Linked DNA regions of Mus musculus: regions 1, 2 and 4 are each linked to region 3. A link is a contact called in public HiChIP or PLAC-seq and promoter capture Hi-C data. All regions are on one chromosome and are shown on one strand. Each heading gives the region's core, a stretch centred on a gene start, on an enhancer-like site or on the middle of the called end of the contact. The rest is flanking DNA. Distances are from core to core; before and after follow the strand shown. Region 1 holds the start of Adgrf3 (adhesion G protein-coupled receptor F3). Region 2 overlaps Rbm33 (RNA binding motif protein 33). Region 3 holds the start of Lmbr1 (limb region 1). Region 4 holds the start of Tyms (thymidylate synthase).

Region 1 (3,302 bases), core at 764-3,263, 830 kb after region 3:
CATTTCCGGGGACACAAGCAGATGTCATCTCCTGTAGCCTGCCTAGGTACACAGAGGGTGCAGGATGGTAACAACTCCCATCCTCGTTGGGGAAGCACTCTGGTCTATGGTTCCAAGTTGTCATTGCAAAGTGCATGTGTCTTTCTAGGCCTCACAGCTAAAGAGCTGGAGAGCCCCACCCCCACCCCCACCCCCAGAGCCTCACTGTGGCCCTTTCTGTTTCTTCCTCCCCACCCCACCCCCTTTTTTTGTTTTTTGTTTTTTCGAGACAGGGTTTCTCTGTATAGCCCTGGCTGTCCTGGAGCTCACTTTGTAGACCAGGCTGGCCTCAAACTCAGAAATCCGCCTGCCTCTGCCTCCCGAGTGCTGGGATTAAAGGCGTGCACCACCACGCCCGGCTTTGTTGTTTTTTTTTTTTGTTTTGTTTTTTTTTTTTTTTTTGGTTTTTTTCGAGACAGGGTTTCTCTGTATAGCCTTGGCTGTCCTGGAGCTCAGTTTATAGACCAGGCTGGCCTCAAACTCAGAAATCCGCCTGCTTCTGCCTCCCAAGTGCTGGGATTAAAGGCGTGCACCACCAAGCCCGGCTCCTTTCCCCTTTCTTGATACCCCTGCCCCCCAGTCCTTCCACTCACCCCCTTCTCCACTGTACTGGTTCAGTTGCTGCCCAGATTTCCCTCCATATGGACTGAGCTCCTGGAAAGAGATAGAGGAGACTCTGAGGAGAGAGGCTGGTCTCAAGTTCCTGCCAGGGTACCCTCAGGGGCAGCCTGGCTACTCTGGTGTGACTTGGTCTCTTAGAAGTTCTTCTTTAGGCCAGAGGTCAAATGTAAGTATCTGGAGGGAGAAAAGGATGTTCAGAAACGGGGACAGGGGCACAATTCCAGGGACCCTGCCAGGGCCAGCAGCCTCACCTGAAACCAGGAACCAGGCACACCCTGGAAGTCAACATGCTTTGTTTAGCTCCTTCCTGAATTGACCTGTCCCTGGGCCTCTAGGCTAATTGAAATGGCTGGGTCCAGAGCTCCAACAAGGAGTCAGGGTCCTGCAAATTAACCCATGTTTTCCTCTCAAAATCCCATGTGTGTATGCATCTAAAACCAGATGGCAGCTCACACTTGCAATCTCAGCACCCAGGAGACTGAAGCAGGAAGACTGTAGCAAGTACAAGGACAGCCTGGGCAACAGAGTGAACCTTTATTTAAAAAACAAACAAACTAACTAACAACAATCACCCCAAAATATAAATAATAAAACCAGAAGGAAGCCAGACATGGTGGTTCAAGCCTGTACAATAATCCCAGTGCTTAAGATAATGGGGCAGGGGTATCCCTTACTTAAGATAATGGGGCAGGAGTATCCCTTACTTAAGTGCAAGGGTTCAAGAGCAGCCTGGGCAACACAGAAGATCCACACAGAAAATAAAAACAAGGAAGTACATGAAAACTAGGAGGATATAACACAAACAAACAAACAGGTGCAGGCAAGGATAGGCTATAGATAAGACATGCCACAGAGGAAGCTACAGATAGGGATATTTAGATCTGGGGATTGCAGTAGATTAGGAGCTGTAGATAAATAGATAATAAAATGCAAGCCTAGGCTCCACGCTTCTCCTCAGACTCTTTCCCATCGTCTATGCTAATAAGCTTCTACATCTGCAAAGGTTTTCTTCTCATTTCATTGTAAGTTGGTAGCCAAAAGAGCAGCAGGTGTCGTAGGGTGTCATGGGGACTCAGGTAAAGCTATGGAAGTGTCCCCTCACCCTGGGCAGGAAGATTGCCTTCTTGGGGGCAAGCTGGTCCCTTCCTTCCACCTTTCATCCTACACCCTGTGGTTCCTCACAACCTGTGGCTCTGACTGTGGCCTCTGCAGGTCTCCCCAGGGTCCTCACTCACCCCAGTACTTACTGATTGGGCTGTGGGGACAAATGTTGGCTCCAACTCCAGCAGGGGAAGAGTCACGGCCAGGAGCAGCTGGGAGAGAGCTAGAGAGGACATGGCTCAACGCAGCAGTCCCTAAAGCCCTCCGGCTGTTCCAGGATGCAAATTTCCTCCCCCCACCCCCCCCCACCCCCCGCCCCAGCTGGCAGGGCTATTACTGAAGGAAGGGAGGAAAGATCAGAGGGAGCCAAGGTGAGTTGACAGAGCAAGTGTCACAGCCTGTGATTCGGGCAGATATGCTTCCAGGTCACTGGGGCCACCTGGACCCCCACATGATTCTGTGAGAGGAGTGTGCCTTGGTTCTCCTGGGCAGGCGGAGGGGACACAGGTACCACGTCACAAAAAACAACAGGTCACAGAGGCAGGTTCAGGCATGGTCCCCAGGGCCTAGGAAACTTGGATCATTTTGGAATGCCTCCAGGAAGCTAGACCTTCAAAACTGAACCAAGGTTAGAAAAGACTATAAAGGGGGCAGCAAGATGCCTCAGAGGGTAAAGGAGCTTGCCGCCAAACTCCACAGCCTGAACTGGTCCCTGGAACACACATGGTACAAGAAAGCCAGCTCTTGTTCCATCAAACACCTTGAATCCGTCCCCTGTATTTGTATGTCAGAATACCTCAGGCTGGGTTGAAGAATAGAAAATTACTGGCCTCTTGTGAGAACATGAATTTTTTACCTCGGAGCCCACCCCCTCCCATCTAGAGATTGTTCCCAGAACACTCCTAAACTTTTCACCCCAAAACTCCTCACCCTAAAGTTTGAACCCTCCCAACTAAAAACTGTTCCAAAAACATTTTTGAGATAAAGGCCTCCTGGAACAACCTCAAAATGAACCAGGTACTCCTTAGTTACGTAGGTTCCTTGATAGGACATGACTCCTTAGTTACGTAGAATCCTTTGGCAGAACCCCTTGTCCCTTGGCAGAACTCCCTAGTGATGTAAACTTGTACTTTCCCTGCCCAGTTCTCCCCCTTTGAGTTTTACTATATAAGCCTGTGAAAAATTCTGGCTGACCGTCGAGACTCCTCTACCCTGTGCTAAGGTGTATGAGTTTCGACCCCAGAGCTCTGTGTGCTTCCATGTTGCTGCTTTATTTCGACCCCAGAGCTCTGGTCTGTGTGCTTTCATGTTGCTGCCTTATTAAATCTTGCCTTCTACATTTTATGTATGGTCTCAGTGTCTTCTTGGGTACGCGGCTGTCCCGGGACTTGAGTGTCTGAGTGAGGGTCTCCCCTCGAGGGTCTTTCAGGGTAATTTTTTGTTTTGATTTGTTTTACAAGACAAGGTTTCTCTGTGTAGCCCTGAATGTCCTAGAACTCACTGTGTAGATTGGACTGGCCTCAAACTCAGAGATCCATTTG
Region 2 (3,459 bases), core at 873-3,372, 980 kb before region 3:
TTGAGTTCAATTCCCAGCAACCACAAGGTAGCTCACAACTGTCTATACTAGGATCTGATGCCCTCTTCTGGCATGAAAGTGTCTGTACGGATAGAGCACTCATTTACATAAAATAAATAATTTTTTTCTCTTAAGAATAACTTCTTGATATTCTGTGTACTTGTGATGGCTGGATCACTGTTCAGTTATGCCTGGAGGAAGATGCTGTGTTTCATATAGAGCTTGTTGTTGGCACCATATCTGGCATTGACTGCTCTGAAACTCATTTTTTATAGCACATAGAACTTGAAGCTCTCCTTCTCCAGGGTCACAAGCTAGCCTTCTGTGTGATCATCTGACACATAAAAGCTTCCCTGCTTTTGCTATAGAAAAACCCATGCTTGGGTAGTTGTCTATCTTGGCTGCTTCTGGGATTCTGTGCTGCTGCTGTTTCTTCTTTCTCTTCATCATCACCATCTTCATCATCATCTCAATTTTCTGCCTATAAATGCTAGGTCTGGTGGCTGGGAGGAGTTCTAGAAGAAAATCGGTGGCAGATTAAAGTGTTCCTGAGGATTTAAAGAGGTCTGTGCTTCCTGCTGGCATTTGCAATGGCTACTGTTTGTCTAGGGTTGAGCATGTGCCACTCACATTTTCATTTCACTGTGGAGCAAACTGAGTCTCCACATAACGAAGCAGTAGGTCCAGACATCTGGTTGGGTTCAATTCTGAGTCTTGGCCCTATTTAATAATAAAAGCAAAGGTAGGAAACATCAAAAGTTTATTTCCTGTGACTGCTGGGACCATCAGTCCTTCTCTGATTAACCTTAGAAACAAGCAGTTAAAACAAAGCCTTCAGCCTCTTCTGGCTCCTGAGAGGTGAAACCCAGCTCACCTCTGAGTGACCTTGGTTACTTGATTTACATCTTTGCTTATCAGTAAAACAAAGGCCTAGTTCCTTTCCGGGAACTATCCTTTGGTTGAAGGGAGAAAGTGGAAAGTAGGCAGATACTTTATCCTGATCCCGGTTATGAAAGATTTAGAAATTTGGCAGCAAACTAAGTAAACAGTTGTCTTCTTTGAGCACATGGAGAAGTGGGAGAGACTCAGGACCCCCACCCAGCAGGAAAGCTGGCTGGTCCGCAGTGGGCTTCTTTGTATTTGTTTTTAAAGGCTGTCCTACTATCCCGTGGAAGACCTCAGTTGATCTATGGGAGCTTGCTTTGGAAAATGGGGTGAATTTGTCCCTCTTCTTCCCTGTCTTAGAGAGGCAGTGAGGGTATCTCCGTCCTTCTCACCAGGCTTCCTTTAGAGACAGTGTGTGGGTCCCTCTTTCTGTGGGTCACAGGCTAAATTTCGTTTTGTTACATCTTGGATGAAAGAGAAAATTTGAGGCCTTGTCCCTTTCCCACATCCACCAGGGGTTTCTATCTTGTACTGCATTTGCTCCTCCACCCCCACCCTCTGTCTCTCTGTATTTCAATGTCCATTTATGACTAAGTAATTTCTCTTCCTCCGGTGGTTTATGAGAAGATTGGAGGTACAGAGTGCTGCCTTAGGCCAGAGGCACTAGAGACTGTAGCTACACACTGTATAGTGCACCAGCCTAGCCTGGGGTCTCACCCAGAGCCATATGTTTGATTTCTGGTCTCCTTTTAGTCTGGAGCAGTCTCTTGGTTTTTATGTTGCTTGCCTTTGACCTTTTAAAAGACTACAGTCTGTGATTTTTGTGGCCTTTGCTGTAATTTACATCTTATCTATTGCTTCTTCTGATATGTTTGAGGTTGTTTGTGTTTGGCAGGCTCGACATAGAAGGGAATGTGTCCTTGGTGTGGCTGTGCAGACTTGCCCTATATTGCTGAGATTAGCTTTAATGACTTAGGTGAGGCAGTGTTTGCCAAGTCTTTTCTACAGCTGGCCTTACCCACTGTAAGTTGTAGTTGGGAAGGAGCTCTGAGTGCCCCACTTACTACACTATCTTCTTACCATCCAGCACTGATGTGTCCAGTTCTAGTGTGCCTTGTGTATCTGCTCTTACTTGTTCATTTTCTTAACTTTAGTCAGCTTTGTGAGGTTTGGGTTTTTCAGTGAACTGTCACGGCCATTATTTACGTTGATGCTAGATCTCATCATGATTCGCTAGAGGGGCTCTCTTCTTATTGGCTTCTGTGTCCATAGAGAACTCTCCATTGTTCTTTGAATGTATGCTTATTTCCCTATACTCAAACTCTTGTTTGATGTGTCTCAGCCTTTTTCTGTGTGGCTCTGGGGTGGGTCTTTTCTTTAGAAGTCTTTAGTTCCTTGGAACACAGATAACAGGGGCTGCTGTGTTCATCAGCTTCTCATTACTGTGAAAAGGTGAGTAATTGGTTTTAAAGAAGAAAAAAGGTTTACCTTGTCTCACCAAGTCAGGTTTTGAGCCACAGTTTCTAAGCCTCACCTCTTCAGCGTTATACAGAGAAGGCCTTCTTTTCTCCTAGCAGCTGGGCAGAGGAAGAGAAAGGAGCTGAGGTCATCTCAAAAATCTCTCCAGTCATTAGCTTTCCCTGAGATGACACGAAAAAATATTTGCCCATGGATTACAGTGACAGACAAAATACAATTCTACCCAAATCCACCTTGGTAAGCCAATGAGTTTACAGAGCATAGAGGAAGGGTAACTTACAAGGATGTAAGTGACCTCCAAGTTGTATCACTACCATGTCCCACTCCATTGTAGACAACGACCTCATAAAAGATGCATCATGGAGTTCTACTTTTCAGTGAAGCTCCCATGTCTTATATATGCTAGCATTTCCTAAGATCATTTATAGCTGCAGGAGGGCAGGAAAGAGCCATGGCAGAATCCTAGGTGAGACTCTGGGACCATCTCTTCCATTACAATTACAATGACCCATTGTAACCATTATTTTGCCCTGGCTGCTGAGCCATAGTATTCTCTATCCCAAGATGGCCTCATGTTATGCTTAGGAAGAAAAGTGCCATATAACTGGGGCACTTTCTGATGCCCTATTCAGTCTTCCAGGAACACCACAGGTTGGAGATCAACCACATCTTTAACCATGGCCTTTGGAGGATATGTAAGATCATGGCTATCAGTGGTCAGGACACCATTGTCCTTAATGCAGGTCTGTGCTTTGTTCTGGGAGTTGCAAAGATCATCAAGTTGCAATCATCAAGGTACTGCTGAGCCGGCTGGGTTTTACTGAGATTTCCTATATCTTGAAAGATTATTGGCAGACAATATATACATATGTATATCTTTTTTTTTCTTTTACTACATTCTATTAGAGTTATATGGTAGTCAAAGAGAAATCGAATATATTTGAATCTTTGAAGTGAGTCTCTTTTGTACCTCAGGGGCTAGCCAAGATCTGCTTCTGTGATACTACTAGCCAGGACATAGGACACTTAATGGGAGGAGAGGCTATCTGGGGACTTGCCCTTCAGGGTAAGATCTTTGGATTCTAGTGTTTATGC
Region 3 (3,538 bases), core at 628-3,127:
CTGGGCAAGCCCAAGTCAGTCAAAAATCTCAGTATGAAGAAAGAAGTAAACATGAAGACCCACCCCTATCTGAGGAGTTATTGACAACTGACAGCTGCTAAAAAAGAGTCAGTTTTTTTTTTAAAGTGCGCTACTCATAGGTCAACCATAACCTCCGATAAATGCCCACACACCCAAGCATGGAAAGGCAGCACAAATTTGATTCAAATGGTTTAAAAAAAAAAAAGTCATGAAGTTGGGAATGTGGAGAGAGGTCCGGGAGGGGCTGGGGAGGGATGAATGTGCTCAAAATACATTGTATGAAATAATCAAAGAAGTAATAAAAATAAAAATTAACCAACTACATTGTACTAAACTCTATCAACTCAGATTTAATGCATCTCCTCTTACTTCAGTATGACTCGGCAAGCCAGTTCTCAGTTTTCAAAATCAGTAACTGCACAAACTGAACCAGAATGTTTCCCTCAAACCAAGGGTGTGACTGAGAGGGGAACGTGAACTAGAAGAGAGGTGAATGCAAATATGTAACTTGAACATACTTTGCAGAGTTATGGGGACACAAACTAATTCTTTTACAATAGTGTAGGGCATCCTGAAAGGCACTCATCAAAAGAGACCTTAGGGAGCCAAGCTGGCTTCCTGACCTGCTAGAAACAGCAGGATGAAAGGGGTCCATCCTTTCCAGAGCAGTTGTTTGACAGCACTGTAGGTTCCTGCTCTCGCCCTTCCTACGAAAGACTTGTCTACACTCCTCGGGAAGTTTTTAACTCTGTCCTGGATAGAGGGGTTTAGAGAGGGTGTGAGTATAGGGAGATGCGGGTGGGAGGCCAGAGCCACTGCAGGGCTGGAAGCTTGGGAAGCCAGGTGTCTGTACTTACAGCTGAGCCACAGCAAGCTCAGCCCAGATACCAGGTACCACGCCCGGCTAGAAGAAAAGAGGCAGCCACCCATCACCCTATACCCTCAGTTAGCAGGAGATGCGGGATAAACTCAGGTGAAGATGGTGAAGCAGATGATAAAGGTGCAGATGAGTTGAATGGACGCATAGGGAGAGTATAGGAGAAATGGACGCAGGTTAAGTGTAGGTGACTGAGGAGGTCCGATGATGACGGGCTACAAGTGTTGGGAGGAGAGCCGAACTCAGGTGACCAGAGGTGGGCACAGGTGACTGGAAGCGGGCAGAAATGATAGGAGGGAGCTCAGGGAAAGGGAGGAGCACAGGTGACGCAGCGGAAGGAAGACATAGGTACGGGGTGGTGGGTGGGTATAAAGGTGACAGGAGAAAGATAGGAAGTTAGAATGAAGGGGAGGGAACATAGGTAAGGAGAGGACAGAAAGGAGGGGAGAGAACGCTGGTGGCGCGAGGGAGACCTACAAGAGGAGAGAGCAGTAGGGTGACAGAGCAGGAGGTGACAGAGGTGAGAAGATGGGGAGCAGGTGAACGGGTCTCAAGTGATGCGGGGCGTCGGAGTCAGTCTGCAGCAGACCCAGTGGGGTGCTGGAAGGCCAACATGCGTGAAGGGTCCGGGAAGAAACTATGGGACCGTGCTGGTCTACGCTGCGCTCCTGGGTCCAACGCGCGGCGCAGCACCAGGGAACCGCCCGACCACGCACCGTGGACTCTCGCACTTGGCTGTGGAAGTGCTGCTCCCGCGCCGACACCTCGTCCTGCCCTTCCATCCTCCTTTCATACCCACCGCAGGGCCGCCCGCGTCTGCGCGCTCCGCCGCACCATTGCCCGCGGGCGGCGGGGCTATACAGTCTCTCGTGGCCGGACAGAAACGCCACCTAGACCGCAGCAGGATCGGAAAACGCCGCCTGAGCTCAGGGAGAAGCGGTTCAAGATACAAGAGGCGGGGAATGGCCACAGCCTGGGCGGGGCTTGAGGTCGGGGCGGGACTTGTGCGTCACTCTGAGAGCGCCGTACGTCAGAGAAGAGCGCCTCTGCGCGTGGGGCGCTGGGCCGAAGGTCGCTAGGCGCCTTGGAGAGAGACTGGAGGAACGGGGGCGGGGTTTTTAGGGTCCTGGACTGAAGTGGCCTTCTGACGCGTGCTGCAGCAGGACATAAATCTCGGAGCTGGGCCTGAAGTGTTGTGGTCCAGCCTTGTTAGTCATTGCCCAGAGTAAGGGCGGGCCGAAGCTCCAGGCAGGGGATGAGGTCTAGAGGCGGAAGCCCTGGTGCGAACGGGATTTGGAGATCCGGGCACAGGTGCACCCGCCCTCACTTGTTTATTGAAGCTTTTGGATCACCCCGGGGCTTTTGGATCACGCCTTGCTCCACCCTTGTTCTCAGAATCTGAGTTTAGCACTGGGCTCGACCAACCTTAAAGACCTAGGGCCTACTACGGAAAATTTCTCTCCCAAGCAAGTGCAAAGCGGGAAAGCCGTTGCAGCTTAGCACTCTGAAGTCCTTCTGCCTCTGCGGAGATAGGAGAGCCGCTGTCCTGGAGAACTGAGATAGCCTAGGGCCCCCAGGTCTGAAGATGGGCTCTGATGGTTAATGATCCTCTGTAGGCCTTAAACAACGCCCTTGATATGAGGCACGACTAAGTATGCCAACACAGCCATTTCCCTTCATTATGCAATTTTTGTTTTAAAATTGGAATTTAAAGGAGTATTTGGTTGGTTGATTTGGATTTTCTAGACAGGGTTCTCTATGCAGTCCTGGTTGTCCTGAAACTCAAGAGATCCGACTGCCTCTGCTTCCGGGGAGTCATGATTAAAGGCCTGGGCCAAAACAGCTGGAATTAAAAGGATTATTTGCAATTTTGATTCTGGGTTCATTTGGTAGAAGAGCCTGGGGAACCTGAGTCTTGCTCCCAGCGTGTGTTCCCGATACAGCAGGCTCATCAGTCAGCAACAACGTGTCTGAATTCAAACCAGTTTGCCTTTGACGTGTCTTTAAATGTCTCAGCCCTAAAGAACAAGGAAAAAGACCTTTTTCCTGGACAACCGCGTTCTGGGAGCTAGGTTAAATACCCACCTGAACTGATCTGGATGATTCCTGGGCTAATCTGTCCAAATCAAAGGATAAACACATCAGCTTTTGAGGTGTGTAGCTCTGGGGCAGATATTCCAGAAAGTATTTCACATCTTTCCAATTGAATACTGCAACCATTTAAACCCTTACATTTCTGTTGCAGGGCTATTCATGGAAGCTTACCCAGCTTTCATTCAGTTTTATTTGTTTCATTTTCTTTGGCACTTTTAAACTTAGCCAAGATAACCAACTTCAAAAATGGACACCACTCCCCTGCCAAGCACTGTAAGACTCCAGGGAGCCTTAGCTTACCGAGGACCCCCTGAGTGAACCACGTGGAATTTATTTATTTATTTTGTTTGTTTGTTTTTCGAGACAGGGTTTCTCTGTGTAGCCTTGGATGTCCTGGAACTCACTCTGTAGACCAGGCTGGCCTCGAACTCAGAAATCCGCCTGCCTCTGCCTCCTGAGTGCTGGGACCAAAGGCATGCGCCACCACACCTGGCGCAATCGGAATTTATTGTTCCAGTGCACTGGGATCGTCCCAGACCCGAAGGA
Region 4 (3,154 bases), core at 584-3,083, 700 kb after region 3:
GGGACCCAAGACCCTGGAGCAGCTGCAGGAAAAGAGAGCTCCTGCCCAGCTACCCGGCAAGTCAGTGAGGACACCACAGTTCTCCAGGGGATACCCATGTGGCAAAAAGTCCCCACCCACTAATCAGCCACTGTGAATTCGATCACTGGGCTGTAATGGCATCATACAAAATGTGGCCTCAGACACAGCCTAAAAGCACCTCGCCCCAAGTCCACTATGCCATGGGCATAGAGGTGATATCAATCATGTAAAAACTGAACAGTTTTCAAATATTTGGAAAGCAAACTGACCTAGTATATGGAAACAGAATTGTTTACTCCTCGGAATGGCTATCAGGGAACTTTGTGACCTCCACTTCGCAGGTACCCAAAGGAAATGCACAAGTGTCCACAGCTTAAGAGGCAAAGGGGTGGTGCAGGTGAGGCAACCCACAAGGCAAAGTGAAAATGCTCAGGTTAGTGGTGTAGTCTGAGTGAAGGTTTTGCAACCAGAGCACTACTTCCAGCTTTAACATCATCGAAAAGCTGAATGAACACTAGAGAGGTAAAGGACAAAAACAAAACACAACTATACTTTAAAAAAAAAAAAAAAAAAAAAAAAAAACCTGTCCACAGTCTAAGCAGAGGACGTGAATTAAAAGGTCTGTGGTTCATCAGGGTCCACAATTCTTGGGAGGTCCTTTAGGCTGGACCAATCTGTGCAGTAGAAGCTGTAGTTTACAGCTCCAGAAAATGTTTGAGACTAAGCAAATGTCCTAAGAGCGGCCATATCCCCACTCAAAGCTACTCTCTACTCCAGTGTCAGGTTGCTCTTCATGTTTCCTGAATGCCACCATTAGCACCCCCATCCTCAGCCAACACCTAGGAGGTTCTGTGCCCTTCCAGGCCCTGTGGTTGATTCCATCCTTTGCTCCTCAACAGCCTCTTGTTACTCTTTAAAAGCCAAGGCTGCAGCACTTGGGAGGCAGAGGCAGGCGGATTTCTGAGTTCGAGGCCAGCCTGGTCTACAAAGTGAGTTCCAGGACAGCCAGGGCTACACAGAGAAACTGTGTCTCGAAAAACCAAAAATAAAATAAAATAAAATAAAATAAAATAAAATATAAAAGCCAAGGCTGTTGGAAGGAAAAACCCCACAGTTCCCGCCTAAGGCCCGGGTCTCCCCCTTTCCCGCGCAGCCGTAGCACCGCCCAAGCCATTTTCGCTCCAATTTTAAAAGCAGCAGCAAAGGGGAGCAGGAGATAAGGGGAGGAAGAAGAGGAGCAAAGTCAAGACCTCAGAGCAGGATTTGGACAAGCTCCCGCAGGTTTCTTCCCACTCCCTCCCTCTGGGCCGCACAACTGGTTGAAACTGGATTCGGGAGAAAAGGTTTAACAGGGACTAAGGTCAAAGGCAGACCTTCAGAACCTGGTTTACTTGAAGTAGTTGTCACCTGGGTCGCGCACGGGAAGTTTAGGACTCCTAGAACCTCAGAGCCCGGGTTAGGGCTATCCAAGAACGCTCGCCCGGCGTCTCCGCGTGCCCAGCTTGCCTGCCGGACGTCCTCCCGCTAATGCAGACCAGCCCCAGTTACCTCTCAGGCTGTATCGTGCCTGCATGCCGAACACCGACAGGGTGCCAGTGCCCGTGCGGTCCTCCTTCTTGAAGCCGCAGCGCAAAATGTGCTCCACCTGCCTCAGGTACTGGAGTTCTCCATGCCGTGGGGCTTCCGCGCTCAGCTGCTGAGCATCGGACTGCAGCTCGGAGCCAACCACCAGCATAACGGAGCAGTCTGGCAGCAGTGTAGTCAGCGACAAAACCAGGACCTTCCTGGCGCTCTTTTCCTCCAACACCAGCCCGCCTCTTCCTGCTGGGAAACTTCCGGCCGCCAGAATCCGTGGCAGACCCCGCCCCCACGTGACAGAAGTGGTTACAGCTTGCAAGGCAAACACCTGCCCACTTTCTCAAATCTGTATTTACCCTATTATGGCATTAAGAGCCTATAGGATCAGGGTGTGGGGATGCATGCCATTAAATCCCAGCTCCTGGGAGATTGAGTCGGCTAGAGGATCTGGAGTTTAAGGCAAGCCTTCACTTCATAGCAAGTTCAAGGCCAGCCTAGGTACTTGAGACCCAGTCTCAAAAAGAGCCTTTGGCTTATACGATACTTGTACTTGGATCTTTATGTAGTTTGGGAACCACAGTAATTTTGGCTTCATAGAATGAATTGGGTAGAGGACCTTCTGTTTCTGTTTTGTGGGATAGTTTGAGAATTGGAATTAAGTCTTTTTGAAGGCCTGATAGAACTCTGTGCTAAGTCCTGGGCTTTTTTTGTTTGGGAGACTATTAGTGACTGCTTCTACTTTTTTAGGGGAAATGGGACTGTTAAGATCATTAATCTGATCCTGATTTAACTTTGGAACCTGGTATCCGTCTAGGAAATTGTCCATTTCATCCATGTTTTCCAGTTGTGTTGACTATAGCTTTTTGTAATACAATCTGGTGATGTTTTGGATTTCCGCTGGTTCTGTTGTTATGTCTCCTTTTTCATTTCAGATTTTGTTAATTAGGATGTTGTTCCTTTGCCCTCTAGTTAGCCTGGCTAAGGGTTTATCTATCTTGTTGATTTTCTCAAAGAACCAGCACCTGGTTTGATTGATTCTTTGAATAGTTCTTTTTGTTTCCACTTGGTTGATTTCCACCCTAAATTTGATTATTTCCTGCTATCTACTTCTCTTGGGTGAATTTGCTTCCTTTAGTTCTAGAACTTATAGGTGTGCTGTCAGGCTGCTAGTGTGTGCTCTCTCTAGTTTCTTTTTGAGGAACTCAGAGCTGAGTTTTCCTCTTAGGAGTGCTTTCATTGTTCTCGTATGTTTGGGTATGTTGTGGCTTCATTTTCTTTAAACTCTAAAAAGTCTTTAATTTCTTTATTTCTTCCTTAACCAAGATATCATTGAGTAGAGTGTTGTTCAGTTTCCACGTGAACTTTGGCTTTCTGTAATTTATGCTGTTATTGAAGATCAGCCTTAGTCTGTGGTGATCTGATAGGATGCATGGGATAATTTCAATATTTTTGTATCTGTTGAGGCCTGTTTTGTGACCAATTATGTGGTCAATTTTGGAGGAGGGACCATGAGGTGCTGAGAAGAAGGTATATTCTTTGTTTTAGGATAAAATGT

What was found. Promoter capture Hi-C pulls out the DNA fragments that hold promoters and counts their contacts. HiChIP or PLAC-seq counts read pairs in DNA pulled down with a chosen protein or histone mark.
Region 1: a contact with region 3 is called in a promoter capture Hi-C map of the HPC-7 cell line, with 4 times the contacts expected there. The contact joins the promoter of Adgrf3 here to the promoter of Lmbr1 in region 3. A contact is called at or near these places in 8 of 39 promoter capture datasets (3T3-L1-derived adipocytes, the C10 cell line, the HPC-7 cell line and 4 more), 1 of 15 datasets of contacts at CTCF or cohesin (large pre-B cells), 4 of 484 Hi-C or Micro-C datasets (B cells, the HL-1 cell line, pre-B cells and 1 more) and 1 of 115 datasets of contacts at active chromatin or transcription factors (stem cell-derived neural progenitor cells).
Region 2: an H3K27ac HiChIP or PLAC-seq map of embryonic stem cells shows a contact between it and region 3, with 8 times the contacts expected there. The contact joins the enhancer-like site here to the promoter of Lmbr1 in region 3. A contact is called at or near these places in 5 of 39 promoter capture datasets (cranial neural crest, frontonasal cranial neural crest, hippocampal neurons and 2 more), 9 of 115 datasets of contacts at active chromatin or transcription factors (bone marrow-derived macrophages, embryonic fibroblasts, embryonic hindbrain and 5 more) and 2 of 9 other capture datasets (adipose tissue and pancreatic islet).
Region 4: a contact with region 3 is called in a promoter capture Hi-C map of embryonic stem cells, with 3 times the contacts expected there. The contact joins the promoter of Tyms here to the promoter of Lmbr1 in region 3. A contact is called at or near these places in 3 of 39 promoter capture datasets (embryonic stem cells, hippocampal neurons and liver), 1 of 15 datasets of contacts at CTCF or cohesin (the NIH/3T3 cell line), 1 of 484 Hi-C or Micro-C datasets (the N1E-115 cell line) and 2 of 115 datasets of contacts at active chromatin or transcription factors (bone marrow-derived macrophages and embryonic forebrain).

Annotation. Positions count from the first base shown.
Region 1 is chr5:30,203,709-30,207,010 of GRCm38.p6, forward strand. Adgrf3 (adhesion G protein-coupled receptor F3) reads right to left here and starts at 2,014. Exons shown (of 14, transcript NM_001014394.2): 1 at 1,908-2,014; 2 at 633-693. The coding sequence starts at 1,997.
Region 2 is chr5:28,398,074-28,401,532 of GRCm38.p6, forward strand. The region is part of intron 15 of Rbm33 (RNA binding motif protein 33); the gene reads left to right. Among named protein-coding and RNA genes, the nearest start is that of 9530036O11Rik, 67 kb to the right of the region's middle. Within about 2 kb of position 2,123, at least 39 of the 459 cell types and tissues checked have an H3K27ac peak or open chromatin away from gene starts, as enhancers often do. A contact at or near this core is called in embryonic stem cells, where this site is marked.
Region 3 is chr5:29,376,513-29,380,050 of GRCm38.p6, forward strand. It overlaps Lmbr1 (limb region 1), which reads right to left and starts at 1,878. Exons shown (of 17, transcript NM_020295.3): 1 at 1,615-1,878. The coding sequence starts at 1,680.
Region 4 is chr5:30,071,792-30,074,945 of GRCm38.p6, forward strand. It overlaps Tyms (thymidylate synthase), which reads right to left and starts at 1,834. Exons shown (of 7, transcript NM_021288.4): 1 at 1,570-1,834. The coding sequence starts at 1,756.